Regions from separate parts of the Mus musculus genome. Here region 2 is linked to region 1. The links are chromatin contacts, called in public Hi-C maps. All regions are on one chromosome and are shown on one strand. The core of a region is the stretch at or near the end of the contact, and the rest is flanking DNA. Distances in the headings are between cores, read along the strand shown. Region 1 overlaps Sardh (sarcosine dehydrogenase). Region 2 overlaps Vav2 (vav 2 oncogene).

Region 1 (5,830 bases), core at 2,389-4,888:
CTTTGCTGTGCCCAGCCCTCTAAGCCAGGGCAATAGGACCCTACACCGCCTACTGCTTGAACACAGTTATCTGGCGAGTGATGCCAACTGCAAGCCTCTGGGCTCAACACAGGCAGAAGAGCAAGTACCCTAGGCCTGGAGACACGCCCACTTCTAACCATAAGGGGTCCCAGGGGGCTGCAGCAAGTGCTCAGAAGTGCAGCCAGCCCAAATCCCCACCCCACAGAGCTGGGAGCTGCCACCCACGCCCGCCTGAGGTGCTCAGCCACTGCCTTCTGCCAAGATCCTTATGTAACCCCAGCCCCACGTGGTGTTAGCCCTAGAGGTTCAGCTCTGCTCTGCTGCCTCCAGACCTCCTAGAACCCAGGCTCCCACAGCCCCGGGGGCAGCCACACAGCAGAGAGGTAGTCTGGCAGAATACAGAGCTGTGTTTTCTTCCTCATGAGGCATAGATGCCACTACATACAGCCTCTAAAGTGGGGCTTGAAGGACTGTGACGAAGGCTGGGGTGTCAGCCCCAGAGGACAGCCACCCAGGTCTGCCAAGGTTATAGTCCTTCATTGGAGAACAGGTGGCCTGGGGAAAGAGTCCAGCTGGAGTCCTAGGGGCCAGTCCCAGCACCTCCTGGGCCTTGGCTGTGGCTGCCAAGTGGAGCTTTAGAGAACCCTCATAGAATCACAAAACCATGTATCTAGCACCTGGGGCTCATGCTGAGTGACAATTGTGGCCATCCCACATAGCTCTGTCTGCCCCCAGCAACTATAGGAGGCTGTATGAACTGAATGAAGCTCATCAACTTGAGAAATGCAGCAGACAGAGGGGTCAAGAGCCAAGTGAAGGCTCGGCAGCTGCTGTACAGTACCTCCCAGAACCCAGGTGCTGTGCTAAGTGCTCCCCACGTAGCTTAGGAACTAGGCCTGTTCGATTTGAGCTAGTGACATTACTAATTATATGGGAAACAGGAGAGAGCCTTCTGGAAGAGGTGAGAAAGAGGTTGGAGAGTGGGGAGCTGCCAGCCTGGAGGCTGCCCCCAGCTGCTCCCTGGGGCTGCATCTTGATCAGACTGCCTGGTATCCTCACTCCTTCCATCTCGCTTCACCCACTGGCCTCCCTTACTCTAAAAATAGCCTGTTCCTGTCCAAGGTCAGCATGCAATGAAGCTGGAGTCTCCTTTGGGCCAGGAAGGGCCTCTAATGCAGCAGGTAGAACTCCACTCCTTCAGGTTGACATATGGGCTTCCCCCCACCCAGGAGGAGTATTGAAAGCCATGCCCACAGCACCACTGGCCCCTGCAGCCAGATGCTAAGCCCTCTAAATTCTGGAGTAAATGGTTTTCGTGCCCCCACCGGTTGCAGTGCTGTCCACAACACCTGCCACTCCCTCTTCCTGGCCTCCCTGAAGGCTCAGCAAAGACTTGTTTTACCTGGTGCCTCTCCTGCTCTCAGAGCAGTGGGCAGGATCTGGACTCAGCAAGAAGTAACTAGTTTGGTCAACCCCAAGGTGCCAGGGTAGGGTCTAAGCACACTAGCCAGAGTCCCAGCAGGATACCCAGGGAGGAAGAGATGTCACCAAACAACCAAGTTTGTCATACTGGTCCCCTGGGGCCCCTACCCCCAAGAAGTGACTCCCTTCTTCCCTGTCTCTCCCTTCTTCTACTTCCCATCTAGGCTCAGGGGCTCCACCAAGCACCAAGCACGGGTCCGTCTCTGGGCAGCACATGGCAGGCCCTGCTGGTTAACCAAGGTGTAGCTCCTCACGACGGTTTGACTTGGCGACTAGTGTGTTGATGAGGATATGAGAACACCTGAAAGGTCAAGAGGCTTCCCATGTCCTTCTGCCTCCCTTCCCAGAAACGGTGTGGCCCTGGCAAATGTCTCCACCTCTGTTCCATCAGTAAGAAAAAGAACATTCACAGACACTTGGGATGTACATCACCCTGCTTGGCCTGGAGGGAAATTGGGAGATTCAGAGGGAGAGCATCCAAGTGTGTTCCCTGGAGCTCTGAATGTAGGCAGCATGGGCATCAGATAGAACACAAAAGGAAAAGTCATAAGCCCTTGTCACATGATCTCCTGCTCTCCCTCTTCTTTCCCCTTTTGCTCTTTCTCTCCTCTCCCCCACATCCTTCCCCTATCCCTTTGAATCTGTCTGTCCTTCTCACTCTCTCTCTCTCTCTCTGCCCCTGTCCCCTTGATCCTATGACTAAAAACAAGCCCTTCACCCCCTAGTTAACTGTTTTACAGATATTCCATCACAGCAACAGAGCACCTCCCCACCCCTCCGTCTCTCCCTTCCCCCACCCTTCTCCTCCACAGGTCTCTGAGCAGCATCAGCAGTGGAGGCCAGGTCAGCTCCACAACTGGCTGGACTTAGTTGGTGGCTGTTCACAATGCATTGTTCATTTTTTTTCCTTCCTGTCTCCCTATCCTGCCCCTCCCCCCAAGCTCTGCCAGAGTTATCTTTCCAGGTGCACACCTGCCACACATCCTTGTGCCTGAGACCCTCAGTAGCACCCAGGGATCCTTATAGGATTCCTCCTGCATCCAAAACAAGGCTCCCTTACAGGGTACTTGAGTGGTGGACGACCCTGTCTGGCCTATAGAGAGGACCAGGGTCATCCACCTGGGATGACCTCTCCATTTACAAACGGGAATAAGTCCACCCCTGGTCTGGCTCTGCCCATTTATGGGAATGAAGCCTCCACGGAGTCTTCACTGAACACAAGGCTTTAAAGTCAAGCTGATCCCGGCACAGGGCTAGCCTAAGACTGATACTTTGAAAATTGTTCAGTCCCAATTAGGCAGAGTGTCCAACATGCAGAGGAGTGGTTATGCCCATGAGCTGGGCTGGAGGGACTGGAGCCTAGGTGGACCTAGATAACCCAGGTATCAGGTCCTGATCCTCACTCACCTGGCTGGGCCCTGGATACTGAGCATGCCCAGATCTTCAGAACTATCCATAAGCTGGCACCGGAACTCCTGGTCCTGTAGCACCGTGTTTATGTGGGACCAGTTGTGTTGGGCCACAGCCCCACCCACGGCCAGGTAGTAGCAATCCCCTGGAGGAGAAGCAACAGGTTTAGAACAAGACCTTGGAACAGGGAACACAGTGAGGGGCCCCAGACTCTCACTGAGGAAAGTGTATAGCTTGCTTCTGCCAATGAGCAATATCAAGGGCCTCTTCCTGCTTCTTAGACAAATGGTTAAAACTCTGGTGCCTTCAGGTCTGAGAGGGGGTATCTATCCTGCCTCAACCACTAGGGTAAAAGTGGACTCAGACAAGTATTTTCCCTCCTGAGTCTCATGTCCTTATAATTCCCATCATAATACACCCCATATCCTTGTCCCTGCCTCTGCCATTCTGAAGCCTTCACACAGAGTGTTAATCCAGAGTGAGCAACTCCCCCAGACTTCAGAAAAGGAGACCGAAGTTCAGAGAGGAGACATGTGCTGGGAATACATGAAACCCACTGTCCCTATGGCCGTGGACAACTACAGAGCCACACTGGCCCTGAGACTCTGCCCTTGGACATCAGCTCACTTCCACCAGGAATTCTGGGAAAATGCTGCCTCAGAGCTTAATGACCTTGGACAACTCTGTGGCCTTAGATCCAGTAAACAAGTTCACCAACCTCCTGGTCCCATCTGGGATTCAGGGTTCACAGAATTGTCATTGGCAAGGGTGCCAGGACCTGTGGCAGTCAGGTATCCCTGGACCTTTCATTGTGTTTACCACCCCCTGGACCTGAGTGGGTGGAGCCTGGCACAGGGAAGGCAGGGTGGGAGGCTTCTATGTGCACCCCATCTTTCTGACTTCCTTCTTCATCCCACTCCTCACCCTGCAGAGCTCAGTAGTAGTCTGAATCTATGACAACCAAACCCAAGCACTGTGCCTGTCCCTCCATCCAGACTCCTCTCAGCGGTAATAACACCCAGAAGAGTCTCCCTGAGCCATGGGTGGGCAGAGGCCTGCTTCCTCAAGTCTGACACCTTTATTTTGGAGACACCTCACAGGAACACACATATCCATGGAAGGATGCAGTCTTGGGAGGCACACAGGCTCTGACCAGCCTGTCCTACTACAATATCTGCTCATGTTCTGAGTCTCTCCTTTCTCCCTTGTACAATGGGCCTGGTCCCAGCACAGGGAGCCTTCAGGGGCAAAATGCTACCAGAGCACCAGTCAGGGCCCACCAAAGCCTCACTCCCTTCCTCCTCTTAAGAAAGAGGCACTGGCCTCATTAACCTTTTTAGTGGTGTGGATTTTATACCATCTGTGTATGTTTGCAAATATTAAGTTATTACATGTTTCAAAATGAGCATTTTTCATCCTAAATTTCATATGTTTACAAATATATTTTTTAATAAAATTTCAAAACCAAGTTTTAGCACCTACTAAAAAAAAAGAAAGAAAGAGGCACTGGGGGATAGAAGAGAGGGGAAGAGAGGGGAGGAAGGGGAGAGAGGAGGAAGATGGAGGTGGGAGAGAGGGAGGGAGGGAGGGGAGAGGAAAGAGAGAGAGAGAGAGAGAGAGAGAGAGAGAGAGAGAGAGAGAGAGATCACAAGCAGAAGGCTCCCTGTGAAGTTCCCAGAGGATGCTTGAATTTTGGACAGTGTCCTCAACACCAGGCCAAAGAATCTCCTACCATGACTCTCTCTCTCTCTCTCTCTCTCTCTCTCTCTCTCTCTCTCTCTCTCTCTCTCTCTCTCTCTCTCTCTCTCATACTTCAGCTTACATTCTGTTATCAGGCTGAGTTCCCTACCAATTGTCAGTGATGTGCCTGCTTGCCCTGAGCAACCATCCCCACTAGGCTGCTCTATAGAGGCAATGCAGGGAGTGCCCTAGACATGGCAAAAGGCAGATCCACATGAGCCAGGGGCAGAGGCTCACCCCAGGCTCCTCTCTACCGTTTCCAGGTGTGCGATAAGCTTTGTAGGTGGCAGGTCTTAGATGCCTTTTTCATTATGTCGGTGTGTTCTGACAAGCAAGTACACCTTTTATAATATTAAGAAAGATGAATAAAGATAATTTAAAATTGCTTCCAAGATTGACAGCTGCTTGCTACACAGCCTTGATCACATGTAAATTGTCACATTCTCTTGACTTACTGGAGCTCTGAGTCACATACATAATTAACATGCATATTAAATATACACATCCTTAATGAGATACATATTCATCACGGGACCCGTGTCAATGCAGGAGCCGTTTCTTTGCTGTTTTGGGGTGTCTCTGGGATCCACAGCCTCCAGGGGTTGGGGCTCACTGGATCATCTGGTCACGTCTCCTGGGTGTATGATTCCCCCAAGCACTCAGCTCCAGGAACTGTGCACCAGGTGGGAGGTACAAGGGAATTTATCACAAGGCATTTTTGTGGCAGATTCCAGCAAGGTCCCCGTTGCCAAGATAAGGAATCTGAGGCCTGCGGGACTGCAGACAACCCTGGGGACTGCAGACAACCCTGGGGGACTGCAGACAACCCTGGGGGACTGCAGACAACCCTGGGGGACTGCAGACAACCCTGGGGGACTGCAGACAACCTCCTGGCTCCTCTCAGCTCTTACTCGTTCCCATAGCAGCTGGCTAGGTAAGTTCACCAGGCCCCATCTCACAAGTAGGGAAACTGAGGCTCAGAGAGCTAAGGTCTCAACTTTTAAAATTACAAGAAAGGGTGGTGAGGATGTAGCTCTAGGATAAAGCACTTGCTGGGATGTGCTTGGTCCGAGGTTTAACCCCCAGCTAAGTCAGACCTCGGCCACATCACACACAGGGATAAGGGGACTGACTCCTTGTGAGCATCCTCCTCTCCCCCTCTGCCCTTCCCCCTGGG
Region 2 (5,830 bases), core at 1,150-3,649, 200 kb after region 1:
CAGGGTTTACCACTCCCCACCCTCTCCTTACAAGTCATTCTTAGCACCTGCTAAACAAACAGTCCTGAAGCCTGCCAGCCCTGCCACCCGACTCTGCACCGCATCTCAAACGCTCATGTTCCCAAAAATGCCAGGACAGGTCTGGGCTCCAGGGTGGGATACAAGAATATTACATCATCAACTAATCTTGGAAAAAACCGAGATCCACCCAAAGAGCCACGTCATTATTAAAAGCAGCCACTGCTAGAGTCTGCCCCAGACGGCTGCAGCTAGAGAGGCGCTGCCTCACTCCTACAGGAACGTGCCCCACCTCTAAGAGCAGCTGAAGAGGGGACTTGTCAACCAGAGCACGAAGCACAGAGCTGAAGAGTCACTGGCAGGGCAGGGCGGCTCGCCACAAGAGTAATTACACACACCATACAGCAGCTGAGGGGAAAGGCAAGCAAGTTCACCCGACATCCTCATCTTCCTCCTATCTGCCTAGGAAGCACGTGGGAACAACAACAAAAAAAAAGATCCCTTTACACAAGCCTGAAGCACAGGGTCACAGAGCTGCAGCCACCGGGATACCCTCCTCCATCACATATGCGGAGTCTGGCCCTGGCTCCTCAGGCTGGGAAGTGGGCACCTATCTCTGTCCCTGACAGCTCGGGGAGGAGCATCGGGTAGCAGGTGCCAAGCTGAAGACAGATAGAAGAGACCAGTGTTAAGGGGACGCTGCCTTCTGGAGACTGAGGGCGGAAATCTTAAGGAATCTCAGGCAGCTCCACCACCTCACCACCTCAGCAGAGGTGCAGACCCAGTGGGAGAAGGAAAGCCTGAGAAAAGCAAGAAGGGCCAGGCACTGTGGCATATGCAAGTAATCCCAGTACTTGGGAAGTAGAGGCAGGAGGATCAGGAGTTCAAGGTCACCCTCAGCAATATAGCGAGCTAACGAGCAGGCTGGGCTATGAGACGGTCTCAAATAAACAGAGAGCAAAACTAATTAAAGAGTGTGAAAGGTGAGAGTGGGTGAACCACCCTGCCATGGAGGCAACGAATAAACTGAGCTTGGAGAGGAACAGCAACTTACCAGTCTCCACGGCTGCCCTGCCCAAACTGTCTTCCTGTGTGTGTGCTCTGGGGTGAAAACAAGCAATGGCAAGTCACTTCAGGGTGGAGACAGGCACCCTGGGCCATCGTGGAGAGCCATGTATCCACCACCTATAGGTGCAAAGAGGCCAGATCCAAGCAACTGTGCCCCTCCTGTCCCTGCTGCTAAATAAACAAAGTAAGGACCAGGAAGGGGCACTGATAGGGAGAAGGGAGTGGAGGGGAGTGAGGGACGTGGGAAAAGAAGGAAGGTGGGTCTCAGAACAGGGTTGAATGAACATAAGGGACCAGAACCTTCCACCCACCACAACAGGGTGGGGCTGGGGGACACATGTCATGTGGTAGACAACACATGTCCAGCTGCCCTTACACCAGAAGACGTGACGCAATGGTCTTGGGCTGATCACCATCTTACACAGTTAAGAGATAGGGGCCTGTGCTCTTACATGACCACAAACCTCTGCATCTCACTGAGGCCAGAAAACAAGGCAGCGACGTGAGCCTCAGACCTCTGGGGTGCAGGTGCCTGCAGGAATAAGGCTCTGGGATTAGAAAGGGGGGCCCCTAAGTCAAAAATTCTTGAAGCAGTAGCGTTCCAGCGGTGGCCCAACACCATGCATCTCTTCTCCTTAGCCAACAAAGGAAGCCCTATGTCACACTCAGCACAGGCCCACGCCACCTGCATGTGCCTGGCTGTGCGCTCCAGTGTGTATGACAACAGTGACAATCAGAAAAGCCTCACTGCTTTTAAAAGGGAGATGACCTATGAAGGGAGGGCAGGAGAGGCACAGAGATAGAAACGACATCTGTGATGCCCAGGGAGTACAGGGTTCTGGTCCTGGAAGACCACGCCCAACTCCTACCTCAGAACCCTCCAGATGCAGCCACCGAAGGGCTTGATGTAATTAATACATGACCCCAAATGCAGCAACACTTTGAAAGGTCATCTAATGAAAGAAGATAAACAAGCAACCGGACCCACCCTGCACAGACGGCAAAGGGCTGAGGGGACTCGGACGGAGCAAGCTCTGTGATCCTGGAAACGCCAAGGCTAAAGAAATATCAGAAGAAAAGGGGACCAAACAACTGTGCCCGCCCCAAACCAAAAGCACAGAAAAGCAGCTAGGAGGGGCATTTATGGCTTCAGGTTTGAGTTGGCTCCAGGGCTGGCGCAGGCCCCATAAAAATTCTTTTAATCCTTCCTTATACAAACTCTATAAAGCATAGCAAACACACACAGACCACAGGTCACCGTTTGTAGCTGAGTCTGTCCTTGTGAAACTGTCACTGGCTGGCTTCAGGAAATCTCAGTCAGATCTGGCCCCAGGTCAAGCAAGCCTGGGCACAGACCTGTCACCTCTTCGACACTGTGGGGATTGCTATTCTTGTTTATCTTTTGGAGCCAAAAGCCAAAGATGGCGACAACCACAGGATACTACTATGCAGTCAGGAGGCCCCTGGGTGCCCAGGGGAAATCACAGGCTGAGGGTGAGCTCAGCCTTGCTGGTGCAGGGGGGTGACTAATGCCAAACAAGAGGTTCTGAGCTGACTCTGTTCTGTTGGGCCTGTTAGCAGCTGGATGATGGCAAGAATCTCAGCTCCAACTCTGCAAGGGGTGTAGGGTTACCCTATCCACAAAGCCCTTCTCAAAGTTCCGGTATTGTCCTTGTGAGCTTTGACTTCTTTCCTCTGCTACCTCAATCAGTCCTTAACCAAATTCTATCTTGTGGCTCTTTAAAAGTCCCCTGAGAAAGCTGGGCAAAGGTGGCACACGCCTTTAATCCAAGCATTGGGGAGGCAGAGGCAGGCGGATTTCTGAGTTCGAGGCCAGCCTGGTCTACAAAGTGAGTTCCAGGACAGCCAGGGCTACACAGAGAAACCCTGTCTCGAAAAAGGAAAAAGTTCCCTGAGAAAGTAAGGCCCAAGACCAACAGCCAAGAAGACATAAGATCTGCAAGAGATGGTTAAGTAGGATTCAGACTTAGGCTAAGAGGGACCAGGGCTCTGATGGTATGTCAATCACACCCTGCCCAAGCGCCTGAGGCCAGAACCAGGATGAAGCCAGTGGGTCCCCAGTGGTCTGCATAGGTCACTTTTGTGTGAGTGGGTGGGGTCTAGGATCCCAGCCCTGGGGGTGGGGGCGGGGGGGCGGGGGACTGTGGACCGACCACACTCCACAAAGGATGTTAACAGGTGGGAGGAGTGCACAGGAGAAAGGAGAAAAGGCAGAAAAGGAGCCATAGCTGTTCTTGACAGACAGGCACCCAGTGAAGGCAGGAAGCACCTTACTTAAGCTGCCTGTTTGTTAGTGCAGCTACTGAAATAAATTGGAAACAAGAACACGGAAAGCAAGGGGACCACCATCACCTGGCCAAGAAACCACCCTGAAGATCCTATGGGTAAGTGCCAGTCCCGGGCTCCTGCCAGCTTGCTTCTCTAATTATCAGGTCAACACACAAAGCTATCTCTGTAACACAATGACCTATGGTGGATGCTTTGTAAATAAGGTTGAGTCCCCTCCCCATCATCTGGAAACAGGTGAAGGATGGGCCAGGAAGCCATGTAGCCACAACAGGGCCAGCTAGGCCATGCCTAAGGCCACCTTCGATTCAGTTACTGGCTCCTGGCATCCCACTTCCCAGCAGCCTAAGGACCCTGCCAAATGCCTGCCTGCCCTGGCTGGTGAGAAGTCTGGGCCCCAACACAGCGAGTGAGCAGTAGGGCCTCAGCTGAGTCCTTATCTCTCCCTCCCCTCATGCATTAATAAGGCCAGAGTCACAGCTCAGTGCCCGGATGGTCAGGAAATAAATGCTCCCTAGAGGGTTAGAGAGATGGCTCACCAGGTTAAGAACACTGGCTGCTCTTGCAGAAGACACGGATTCAGTCCCTAGGTACAACTCTGAAGACACAAAGGTGGTATACGTCCATCTTCTGCCTGTGCAGTCTGGACGTGCCCAAGACGCAACAGAGAGGGCAGAAGGTTCTTTCAGTCACCTCAGACTTCTGAGTTGTTAGCTACCCAGTTCACCCAGGGACACGAGACCAGAGGAGCTTCCTCCTCAGGCCAGTGGGAATGACAAACAGGGCCTGACCTGCCAAGGGCTAGGGGACAGGAGAGGAAGGTGGCTGCCCCATGCAGCACGGATCTGGAGTAAGCAGCACAAGGGTGGGCAGGGCATGCAGCCTCCTGAGGCAGCCAGGCCTGCAGCATCCTGAGGCGGCCAGGCCTGCTTCCTGGCATACATCTCCCACAAAACTGTCCTGAGAGCCTGGGGTGGGGGTGTGGAGAGACAGGGACTATCATCCTATTTCAAGTAAGGAAACTATGTGCAAAGGACCCTCACCAGCCTGGCTTCCACATCTAGGACACTTGACTGAGGGCACTAAGTGACCGAGATCATCAAGGAAGTATGAGAAAAATAGGTCAGCAGTTTGCTCTTGTCCAGCACTTCCTGTTAGACAAGCTTGTCAAGGGTTTTTTGGCAAAGAGCAGACAGGGGCGAACCAGTATGGGGAGAGGGGGAACCAAGAGCCCTTCTCAAAGATCAGAGCCTGGGAAAGCACTGGAGCAGGAGGCGGGGAGGGGAGGCTGAGGAGCAATCGCAGGGCAATGACCAGGAAGTAGGAAGCAACTGGAGGCAGCCAGAGGCTGAGTTAGAGCACCAGGTGCCAGACAGAAAAACAAGGACACCTCCCACCCCGTTAGCATCAGCACAAGGTTGGAAAGTCAGCTGGGTGCAGGAAACTGCCAGGACAGTATCTTAGTTAGGTTGGTACTGCTGAGATAACACACCACAACGAAAGCTAACTTGGGAAGTCAGGGGTTTCTTTGGTTATACAAAGCCCCTCATCAGTGGAAGCCAAGGCAGGAAGCCAAGGGCAGGAACTGAGAGCAAAGCTGAGATGCTCCCCTTGGCTTGCTCAGCCTGCTTCCTCATACACCCCAGGACCACCTGCCCAGTCATGGCACTGTCCACGGCAGGACAACTGGGCCCATCACACTCCAATCATTAATCAAGAAAAAAATGTCCTACAGACTTGCCCACAGGCAATCTGATGGAGGCATTTCCTCCTCTTCTTTCTCCTCCTCCTCCTCCCCCTCCTCCTCCTTCTCCTCCTCCTCCTCTAGCTTGGGTTAAGTTGACAAGGAGGAGGAATAGGAGGAGGGAAGAGAAGAGGGATGACCTGAAACAGGATTCAACAGACCCTAGCACTGGCAGTTAGGTCCACATGTACAAATGCTGATCTTCCATATCTCAGCCCCTGGGTTTTATATGACCACAGCTGCTATTTGCCTGACCCCAGAACTCTGTGTGCATTAGTCAAGTCTTCTACTACTAAGCTATACTATAGTCTTAGCCCCCATACTCTATCTTTTTCTATTCTTTTTTTTTTTCTTGGTTTTTCAAGACAGGGTTTAAAGGCATGTGCCACCACGGCCCCTATACTCTATCTTAATACAGAGCCTCTATAAGTTTCCAGGCCAGCTTTGAAATTGTGGTTCTCCTGCCTCACTATTCAAATAACTGATATGTCAAGCCTGTGCTGCCAGACTGGACTCCTTCTACGGTGTCTGTCTATACAGCTTGCTTTGCACATCCTACAAACCAAACCAAGGAATGTAGGAGTGGGGGGAGGGGGGGGAGTGCTGCTGCTGCTGCTGAAGATGGAGCCCAGGGCCTGGCAAATGCCACCAAGCTACATCCTCAGTTCCCAAGCAAGGTTATATTTTAATGAT

What was found. A called contact is a pair of places that touch in the nucleus more often than the background predicts.
Region 2: a contact with region 1 is called in a Hi-C map of liver, with 2.3 times the contacts expected there. The contact joins two enhancer-like sites. A contact is called at or near these places in 1 of 39 promoter capture datasets (hematopoietic stem and progenitor cells), 4 of 484 Hi-C or Micro-C datasets (embryonic stem cells and liver), 2 of 115 datasets of contacts at active chromatin or transcription factors (embryonic stem cells and pancreatic cancer cells) and 1 of 9 other capture datasets (liver).

What each region holds. Positions count from the first base shown.
Region 1 is chr2:27,212,128-27,217,957 of GRCm38.p6, forward strand. It overlaps Sardh (sarcosine dehydrogenase), which reads right to left. Exons shown (of 21, transcript NM_138665.2): 16 at 2,911-3,058. Among named protein-coding and RNA genes, the nearest start is that of Sardh, 32 kb to the right of the region's middle. Within about 2 kb of position 3,639, at least 4 of the 459 cell types and tissues checked have an H3K27ac peak or open chromatin away from gene starts, as enhancers often do. A contact at or near this core is called in liver, where this site is marked.
Region 2 is chr2:27,414,137-27,419,966 of GRCm38.p6, forward strand. All of the region lies in intron 1 of Vav2 (vav 2 oncogene), which reads right to left. Among named protein-coding and RNA genes, the nearest start is that of Vav2, 11 kb to the right of the region's middle. Within about 2 kb of position 2,400, at least 89 of the 459 cell types and tissues checked have an H3K27ac peak or open chromatin away from gene starts, as enhancers often do. A contact at or near this core is called in liver, where this site is marked.